3 separate regions of the Rattus norvegicus genome follow, and regions 1 and 2 are each linked to region 3. The links are chromatin contacts, called in public Hi-C and HiChIP or PLAC-seq maps. All regions are on one chromosome and are shown on one strand. The core of a region is the stretch at or near the end of the contact, and the rest is flanking DNA. Distances in the headings are between cores, read along the strand shown. Region 1 overlaps Sp110 (SP110 nuclear body protein). Region 2 holds the start of Sp140 (SP140 nuclear body protein). Region 3 holds the start of A630001G21Rikl (RIKEN cDNA A630001G21 gene like).

Region 1 (2,941 bases), core at 388-2,887, 200 kb after region 3:
GCGTCCACAGGCAAGGAATAACATTTCTTCCTTTTTCTTCTAGAGATCAGCAAGGAAGCATCAAAACCAAGGGCTAGAAAGAGGCCTCAGAAGAGGCCCCACACAGCAGGAAGAACCATACACGGTAAGGATAGGGAGCCTGGGTCTCAGGATGCAGCCAGCAGGCGCCCACACTAACAGCAGCACTCTCTAAGCCAGGCTTTCACTGCCCAAGGAGCCCTCTGGGTGTCTGTTTTCCCACCACAACCTTCCCATGCATGATAGCTTAAGACTACTTACTGATAGACAGGCATGGACTGTGTGTGTGTGGTGTTATCTTTTTCCCCTCCTGAAAGGGGGAAATGTTTGCCCCCACTGAGGACAGCATCACTGCTGCTGAGAATCTGCTTGAGAATATTGCTTGCCCTACACTGAAAATCTCCAGCTTGTGAGTCAGGGTTGTTTCTAGAAATCCAGTCTCGGGGCAGACAGCTCAGAAGTTAAGAGTACTGGCTGCTTTTTCAGACTCCCAGCATCCACATGGTGGCTAGAAACTGTCCTAAATTCCAGCTCTAGGGGATACAATGACTTCTTCTGGCATCCAGGAGCACTAGGCATGATTGTGGTACACAGCTAAACATGCAAGCAAAACAAAACACCCACATACAGACATAACACTACACATAAGCAACCTGCACCGTTATGAAAGGACTTGTGGGCCAAAGGGTGCATGCGGCGGTTAGAGAATGAGTTTTGCAGAGTTTGGTCTCTCCTTGCACCTTTATTTGAGCTCCTGGAATCCGATTAAAATTGCCAGATTTACATAGCAAGCCCCATTACTATCAGCGCTAACTCTTGGTCCCACCACGCATCTCTGGCCCACAAAAGCTACTGCTTACCTTAAGAAACAAGCACCTACGTAGCTCTGAGGTCTTCTATTTTTCCCCCACAATCTCTCTCCTCCCCTTCCTCTCCCTCTGCCTTTCTCTTTATTCCTTTATTTTTATTTGAACAACCGGGGTTTGCAGACCACTGGGGATTCTCATCCATGTTCCGTGCTTTCCTGCAACTCGGACACTCTCCCAGTTCCCAGTAGCAGCCAGCATCTCACTGCTTTGCTGATTCCAGTTCTTCCTTTTGGCTTTTCTTAGTCAGCATTATAATTGTCCTTTCCTAAGACAGGCCGCAGACTAATCCCTATCGAGCTAGCGCGGAGCACAGTGTGCTCCCCACCACTACCACCTCTTCCTCATACTCACCACAAATCTCAACTTCCTGCTCCCTCTCTGCTCCACACCCATATGAACTACCTTAAATAAGTATCGCTTCTACAAGGAATTACCTTCAAGGCAGGGGCGGGGGCGGGGGCGGGGGAGGGGCAGGGGCAGGGGCAGGGGCAGGGGCAGGGGCAGGGCATACGTCTCCAACATGTAACTTGCTGTCAGGGAGTTCTCGTCACGGCTCTTTCAGAGTTTTGGTTAGTTGTCTGTGTGCCTCCTGTTTACTGTGTGAGAGGCATTTGAAGTCAGGAGTGGATCAGTCTTGTTTTCTGTCCTGTGTCCGGCTCCTCTGTGCCTCTGTTTATACTTAAACAACTAACGAATCAGAACAAGGAGGATGCCAGAACACTATGAATGTCCGTACCAAGGACTATGCTGCCCTCTGCTGGAATGTTCTTGAACTGCGCTTACGGCGGATTGTTTCTCCGGGACCTTATGCAGAGGCTTGCTCGGATGAGATAAGTTGGTATATTAACAAAGCGCTTGCCCATCGTATTGCCATCTGATCGTCATGATCGGACTCAAGTAAAAAGGTAAAAGATTCAAAGGAGCTAAGATCCACGTAGGTGCTTCTGAATGCTTTTTGTCTTTACAATGAAAAAGCGAAAAATCCCAGATGCCTCTTTAGTCCTTTTTTATGAAACACTTGAGGAAGCAGGAACCCAGGCTTATGCTGACTGTTGTCCCTCGGCTTAGCGTCTACCATGAGCTATGACTTCTAGGTTGGCCTAGGGTGCTTGCACTATTAGGAGTATTACTGAGCCAATTTTAGCATTTTAAAAACTATACGTTCCTTTATCCTTTAAAAATGTCATACATGGGGCTGGAGAGATGACTCAGCGGCTAAGAGCACTGACTACTCTTCCAGAGGTCCTGAGTTCAATTCCCAGCAACCACATGGTGGCTCACAACCATCTGTAATGGGATCTGATGCCTTCTTCTGGTGTGTCTGAAGACAGCTACAGTGTACTCATATACAAAATAAATAAATAAATCTTCAAAGCCAAAAAAAAAAATCATACATGCAGAGGCAGGCTGATCTCTGAGTTTGAGGCCTGCATGGTCTACATAGTAAGTTCCAGGACAGCCAGGACCGTTACACGGAGAGCCCCTGTCTCAAAAAAGTCATGCATATATACAGTCTGCTTTGGTCAAGCCCACTTCCTCTTTCCTCCTACAGCTTCCCCTGACTTCCGGCACATCCCCCTCCCATGTTCATCTCTCACTGAATCCAATTAATTCTGGGTATGGAGCCATCCGCTGGAGCATGGGCAACCTAGGAGGCGCCACACACCCCATCAACTGGCACCTTCCTCCTGTTGAGACATTTTGGATGACAGAGAAAGAACTCGTCTGCATCCTGGGCCAGTTCCTCACACACTGTCACTGTTCCTCACTGTCCCCACGTCTGAGCCACTCACCCCATGTATTACATGGATGATCCTTGCCTTCTTTTTGCCGGAATGAATGATGCAGTTCTTGATGTTCTTAATCTGTCTAGGACACCTCCAGCCACCCCACTTCCACCCTCCCCCTTGGTCCATGGGTCATAAAGTGCACAGGTCATCCCTGGTGTTTCACCTTCTTGGGTGTAACCATCACCTTAGCATGTCTCCCTGTGTTTTGGAAGCATCCATGAGCTGGTCTTTGGGTGACTAATTAGGGGTTTTTTTCCATTCCAT
Region 2 (3,350 bases), core at 286-2,785, 180 kb after region 3:
ACTAGTGGCCTTGACCAAACGTCACGGAGAAGTGATGCTTTCTTAAGATGTCTGCAGGACCAGAAGTTGCCCCAAGAGAGTCCCTGTTGGAGGGCAATTAGCTACATACACCTTCGTCTCATCTTTTTTGTTTTTATTTTGAATTATGTATATATGTGTCTGTCTCGGTGTGTTTCCTGCATGTAAATACAGCGCCTATGGAAGGCAGAAGAGGGTGTCTGATCGGAGTTGGGCATCAGAGGCAGTTAGAAGCCTGGGATGGGTGCTGGGGACGTCTACTACTAAAGCAGTATGAGTGCTTAAACCTGGGCCATCTCTCCTCTCATGCGCATGCGGGGGAAGAGAGAGAGAGAGAGAGAGAGAGAGAGAGAGAGAGAGAGAGAGAGAGAGAGAGACAGACAGACAGACACAGACACAGACAGAGAGACAGAGAGACAGAGAGACAGAGAGACAAAGCGAATTTGCATCTATTTCTAACCAGCTATGTAACCATCAGGAATAGAAGGGGTTAAGAGCAACACCCACTCCCCACCTCCTCCCTCTCACTTCCTCCAACTGAGAGATGAAACTCCCGGACCTGACCTAAGTAGGACATGTGGGCTCAGGCCAGGGCTGTCCACAACCACTAACCTGGGAAGACTGGCAACCGACAGGATCAGGTTTGAACTTATTCTAAATGATCTTCCTTGGACAGAGCTGTCCTTTAGAGTGAGGGTTAGAAAGAGATGAGAGGCCAGAAGTCACAGTGAACCAGCCACTCCTACAAGAGCTCCCAGGAAGTCCACACCGGAAGGCCACAGCGCGCCAGACAAGCTCTGGGACAGGAGCAAGGAAATGAAGTGGGGTGAGTTGGGGGGTAACCATAGGACTCTCTGACAGCTAGCCTACCCGCGATGAAGCCTGCTTTTCCCAGTTCTTCGTGTCCTTATGAGCTCAGTCTCAAATATCAGTGGGCCTTGGTCCCAGCCTGGGTGGCCCTAGTAACACATTTCAACACAGATCTTAGCAGAGACAAGAGACAAGAGAAAGGATGGGACTTACCTGCTGCTGAGTCCATTGTCTCCTCCTGCCATCCCCTACGCAGACCCCAAGGGACCCTGAACTTGGCTCAGGGCAGACTGAACCCCCGCTCTGAGACTCTGGGAAGCCCAGAGAGAACTCCTTCGGAGCCCTCCAAAGAGGAGAAAAAGGAAAGTGAAATTGTTCAACTATGACATCACTGTACTAACGCACTGGCCCCCACTAGGCTCTGCCCCACAGGGGAGGAGCAAAGACAGCCCAAGTCCCCAGAAACCTGGGACCCCTGCTGCCCTCCAAGGAAAGAAGGTGGGAGGGTTTGTTTCAGCTAAGAGCTCCTAGCTGTCTGAGGCCAGCTGGCTGGTTAGTAAAGGAAGGAACTCCTTTGCCCTTTGCTGGGTGGTGCCTGGAAGGATGAGGAAGAGTAGGTCGTCCGCAGTCTCTCTGGCCTGTGGCTGTCCCGGCAGCCCCTTGAGTCAGAACCAGAGGAGGTGGCATCTGATATTTGAACAGCAGAGTAGGAAAAGCCAGAAGGCGTGGCTTTGTTTCCGAGCTTCTGACTTTAATGTAAGCTGGAGTGAGAGACCTCCCCCCTCATCCCCACCCACACACTTCCACCAACCAAAGGCAAGTGCAGAGAATCAGGGCGGGACAGCTTTGCATAGGTGTGACCTTGACAGTGAAGCAAGACAGGGCTCCAGCAACTTCACCGTGGTCTTGAGAACCAGAGGCATCTCGTGGAATTTGGAAGTGGGTCACAGTCAAGGCTTCAGCCAGGGACAATACAGTTTTAAAGAAGGGGTGCCTTACATTTATTCTGCACACCTTTTGCACTTAGCGCCACTCTCCTTCCGTGTGAGAAACTAGCTTGCGTGAAAAGATAAGAAACAGGACTGAGGACGCAAACAAAACAAACAAAAACAACTAACGGAAGACTGGAAATGCAGGCAAAACTGAGTCAGAGATAAGGTGGCCAGGGATGAGGGCCTGTGCAGGGCTCCAGGCTCAGACCTCTGCTAAAGAGGAACAAATTACTTCCTGCAGCAACAGGTCCCAAGAGTACAGGGATGCAAATGAAACCACATACCAAAAAAGGTCATCTTCATTTATAGACATCTCCACCCCGGCCAGACTTAGCTGTGTAACCACCAATCCATGGTTCCCCTAGGGCTGGAATCTGGGAAGGGGTTTTCTGCCAAGAAAGGGGATTTTAGGGGGGCAGAGGACTTGGCTTGTGTGATCACTGTGGCATGATAATATGTGGTAAAGTTCACCAAAATCATCACTTTAAATGAAGGCATCTTACGTATCTAATAAAACCGTGCTAAAAATGGGTAATTCTAATAGGCTCTCATTTGGTGGGAATTACCAGCCAGGTGAGGTTTTACCATCATTACCGTGTTCTCAGTATGTGCGGCTCCCAATAAAACCTTTGCCCTTATTCACATCTGTCTGATGTAAGAGTTTTTCCTGCTTTAAAGGTTTCTCGAGGGTGGGTAATTTTCTGGCTCATAAGCATACTTGTGATTCTTGTGCAGACAGACATACAGACACACACACACACACACACACACACACACACACACACACACACACTGTATTAACCAGACTTGCCTTGTTTCCTTCCTCCCTCAGTCCCCATCCCTGAGACACTCTGCGCCAAGCCTACTGCTCTGACTGTACTTGACTGCAAATTCTACCATTGGTATATGTCCCCATAGGAAGTACAGAGACTCTGTCCTGTGGAGGGCCAGCCTTGGTTCAAATCTAAAGCCCCAGAGGCTTCATGGATGTCCTGGGGTGGGGGTGGGGGGCCTCGTGGGTTAAATACACTTGGGAAATATTACTCAGAACACTTCTCAATTGAAGACTTCTCATTAGAGAGTCACTTGGTTGCCTTTTGTTTTACTTCAATTTTCTCACATACTGATCCTAATGAATTCTAGACATTTCAAAATGCTAGCTCTGGTTGTTGTTGTTTTGTTATTGTTGTTGTTGTTGTTACTGCTGCTGCTGCTGCTGCTGCTGCTGCTGCTATTAATTTAATGGTTTCTAGCAAACTTCTTCAGGGTAACCTTCACCCCAATCCAGCTTGAAAACATTTCATTCCTCCAAAAAGGTTACAATGCGGCCACTAGAGGAACAGAACCCCAGGTTGGGAAGGCGACAGTGGACACCCCCTTCCGTGTTTTCCAATGCTGGTCCTTAGCCTCCCTGCCTGTCACTCCACTCCGGGCAGATCTGGATTCCCAGTAATGCCACTGAAACCCAGAATTCTAACCATGCTGGGAAGCCTCACAAGGCAGGAGATAGGGGTGGAGGGGTTGGGGGTG
Region 3 (3,245 bases), core at 680-3,179:
TATATATATATATATATATATACATACATATGTGTGTGTGTGTGTGTGTGTTGTATACCGTGTGTGCAGTATCCACAGAAGCCAGCAGAGGGCACCAGACTCTCTCCTGGACCTGGAGGTACTGAAGCTTGTGGATCACCATGTGGGTGTTGGAAACCAAACCTGAGTCTCCCACAAGAGCAACAAGTACAACAAGTGCTCTTAACCACTGAACAATTTCACCAGCCCTGTAAGCAATTCGTTTTAAAGTAAGGAAGTAGTAATAGAGGAAAGAGAATTTTTCTACAGAGGAGCCAAGGAACTATGATGCTCACACAAGAACTTCCTGCTGCTTACTGGTTGAGGCCTACTTCTGGCTACTTGAAAACTCCAGCACTTCCAGTTTGGATTACTTCAGGGTTTCAGTATCCAGTCTGGCCGGATAGAACTCCACAGGCTGAGTTGCGGGGATTAGCAAAACACAGCACTTCGGTGTAGGGTTGCCACCCACAGATTCCAACACCATAGCTTGAACACTATCACATCCGCTAGACCTGGTTAAAGTCCCTGGCAACACCAGCGTTTCCTTTAGTGATAAGAAAGAACTCAGTTTAGTAATCACTCGGGCCACAGAGTTGACTAACTGCTCAGTGCCATCTCTTTTGTATCATTGTTTCTTTTTGGTCTCTGCAAGCCTGGAGGGGGTGGAGAGAGGAAAGGTTAGGCTTAGGAAAGGCTTCTCTCTCTTTTTTTTATACTCGTCATAAGCGCCCCCCCTCCCCACACAGTTGTACAGTTGTAGCCATTTTGTTCCATGCTCGTCAGCTATTTCATATCATTTCTGTAAGATGCTTGCCAGCCATTGATGCAGAAAAATACCTCAAGATAGAGCAGGGTCATGCTGACCACATAACCTGTTATGTTCTGTACGTTAGGAGGTCTATTACTCTTAGGAAATTCCACAACTATAAGCTTCAAGTAGGACCCATCAAATTAGAGGTCAATATGAACCATTATGTCTAAAGTGGTTTGAGTCAGGGCCGGTTACCGGGCAGCACCTCCAGCTCCTGCCTATCAGCTCATTGTGGTTTTTGTAGTCTTAGTCGTTATGAGCTTGTCCCGAGACATGTACAGGGCGTATCTTGGAACTGTCGTCCTGGTCGATTAGTCTTGGGGTGTGCGTTCAATAAACCACCCCTGTTTAACTGAGATAGGTGTTTCTGTGGCCTGTGGGGTGACTCCTGAACCTCTGACAACTTGCTCCATTGTAATTTAAGTACTCTCTAAACAGGCAGATGGCCCATTGTGTGTGATCACTTACTAGGGGAATATTTTGATGATATCTCCACGAAGTCTGCCATTTCTGGGTGCGGTGATTTGAATGAAAATGTCCCTCTCCCATGAGCTTAGGTGGTTGAGCGTGAGGTCTCCAGACTAAGGTGCCGTTTGGGGGACAGATTAGACGTGGCAGTACTTTGAGGAAGTAAGCTTTGAGGTTTCAAGGCCGCACATCATTTCCAGCCCCCTCTCTCTATTCCTGCAGTTAGAGATTGAGCTCCGTGGTTCCTGTACCATGACTGCCACTGATTGATAAGATTTCCTGCCACGACGGAGGACTCTTACCGCCCTGGAACCGTAAAAGCCCAAATAACTCTCCTTTAAGATGCCTTGCCCGTGGTCTTTTTATCACAGCAGCAGAAAAGTTACTGCTACAGGTCCCGTCTTCAAAATATGTCATTATGCGTAAAGCAAATATCATCAAATCTCCAAAAATTGGAAAGCTAAAAATGATTATGGGCCAAACATTTCAGGCTGAAGGCCACTCAAACCTCTATTTCTAAAGGTGACTATGCAGTAACAAAGTGCTACCACCAGAGGGCAGGATAGACTTTGCAGAGACCAGAGAGAGGGAAAGGGAAAGCCGCGGCGGCGGGGGTGGGGGGTGGGGGATGCAAATTTCACTAGAATTTCCCTCAATCACCTACTAAAACCCACCCCAGCTCGAGGGCCTAGCTTTCGCTCTGCTTTATGTTCTCTGGACTTGTTATTGACCAGAATTGACGCCGGGAGAAAGGCTGAAGCGTTCCCTGCGGATTCTCCCAGACCGAAGGTGGCTAACTGGGGAGGAGCTGGGAGATGGGATGAGGGCGAGGATGGAGAGAGGCCTTGGCTCCCAGAGGACTTCTTAAGCGAGTATATGAAATAGTCAGACACCAGATCGGTTAATGCATCACAGAAAGCAAACTTACTAAGGAACAAGAGAGGTGCTTAAGGCATCCTTTTGGAAGGGAGAGGGGCCAAAGGCAGCCTGTGAAGTGGTTTAGGCGGAAAAACAACCAGACAGAAGGGATGGTGGCTTGAGACAGAGTTTTTCTGAGAGAGTTGACTTCTAGCTTCCTCTCCTGGCATGAGATGATCATTTTTCTCTGATGAAACTCTCAAGGAAGCACTGATGTGAGTGAGGGAACTCTCATTACTCATCTCAAAGGGTTCCAAAGTGGTACGCTTGGGCCGCTGCGTCCTGTACTCCTTCCTGTAAGAGGGTCGGACAGGAGCCATTTTTACCAGCCTCTGTGGAACACCCATCTTGAGGTCATCTCCTCCTGGGAGGGAAGGGTACCGGAGGGGTGGAGTCTGGCCCCAGACTGATTTCCCCTTAGTGCCCTGCCCTGCTCCTCATGGGGTGGGTTGAGGTGGGGTTGTGGTTGTGGGGGTTGGGAGGCGGGTGGTGGCAGGCAGTGGAGGGGACACTTGCTAGCCCCTGAAGCTGTCTATATGTATTTGTTTATTTTTAACCGCACCAGTGGTATAGTCCAGAGTGGACCCACTAGAGTTCAGGAAAGGACCCTAGCAATTTCTTCTCCTTTTAGGGGAAGAGCTAAGGGCTAGAATGAAGGCCTAGCACTTCCTCTTTACCCAAGTTGAATTCCTGGTTTAGTTTTCTGTTAAACTGTTAAGTTTCAAAAGTGTACTCAGACCCTGACTGCCCAGCCCATCCCCTCTTTACACCCAGTAGTGGTCAAATCGAGGAAGGAGGGCAAGGAGGCTGAAATCTTCCTTTGCCAATACTCAGCATTATTTTTTAGGCACTGCTTCTTTGTAGAAGCTATAACCCGGCAGAACAGAAAGCTTGGGGGATTTGCCTAGACTTTGCTCTGTCTGGGTCCCGTTTTACCTTTGTCCCCTCTGTTAACACTATCCAAAAGGATTACAGATTCAGCACACCTCCTCCTATAGAATGTTCAACAGCCTTTCCCACCAAATTC

What was found. Hi-C and Micro-C count contacts between places; a contact is called where the count stands out from the background. HiChIP or PLAC-seq counts read pairs in DNA pulled down with a chosen protein or histone mark.
Region 1: a contact with region 3 is called in an H3K27ac HiChIP or PLAC-seq map of oligodendrocytes, with 9 times the contacts expected there. The contact joins the enhancer-like site here to the promoter of A630001G21Rikl in region 3. A contact is called at or near these places in 12 of 12 Hi-C or Micro-C datasets (the A7r5 cell line, the Rat2 cell line, Schwann cells and 7 more) and 1 of 1 datasets of contacts at active chromatin or transcription factors (oligodendrocytes).
Region 2: a Hi-C map of the A7r5 cell line shows a contact between it and region 3, with 2.7 times the contacts expected there. The contact joins the promoter of Sp140 here to the promoter of A630001G21Rikl in region 3. A contact is called at or near these places in 3 of 12 Hi-C or Micro-C datasets (the A7r5 cell line, liver and mammary epithelial cells).

The regions. Positions count from the first base shown.
Region 1 is chr9:93,652,192-93,655,132 of GRCr8, reverse strand. Sp110 (SP110 nuclear body protein) reads left to right here. Exons shown (of 13, transcript NM_001034137.1): 10 at 44-124. Among named protein-coding and RNA genes, the nearest start is that of Sp110, 17 kb to the left of the region's middle. Within about 2 kb of position 1,637, at least 15 of the 93 cell types and tissues checked have an H3K27ac peak or open chromatin away from gene starts, as enhancers often do.
Region 2 is chr9:93,670,767-93,674,116 of GRCr8, reverse strand. Sp140 (SP140 nuclear body protein) reads right to left here and starts at 1,535. Exons shown (of 23, transcript NM_001012133.1): 1 at 1,042-1,535. The coding sequence starts at 1,073. It also overlaps a transcript of Sp110 not described here.
Region 3 is chr9:93,852,099-93,855,343 of GRCr8, reverse strand. A630001G21Rikl (RIKEN cDNA A630001G21 gene like) reads left to right here and starts at 1,929. Exons shown (of 5, transcript XM_063268166.1): 1 at 1,929-2,089.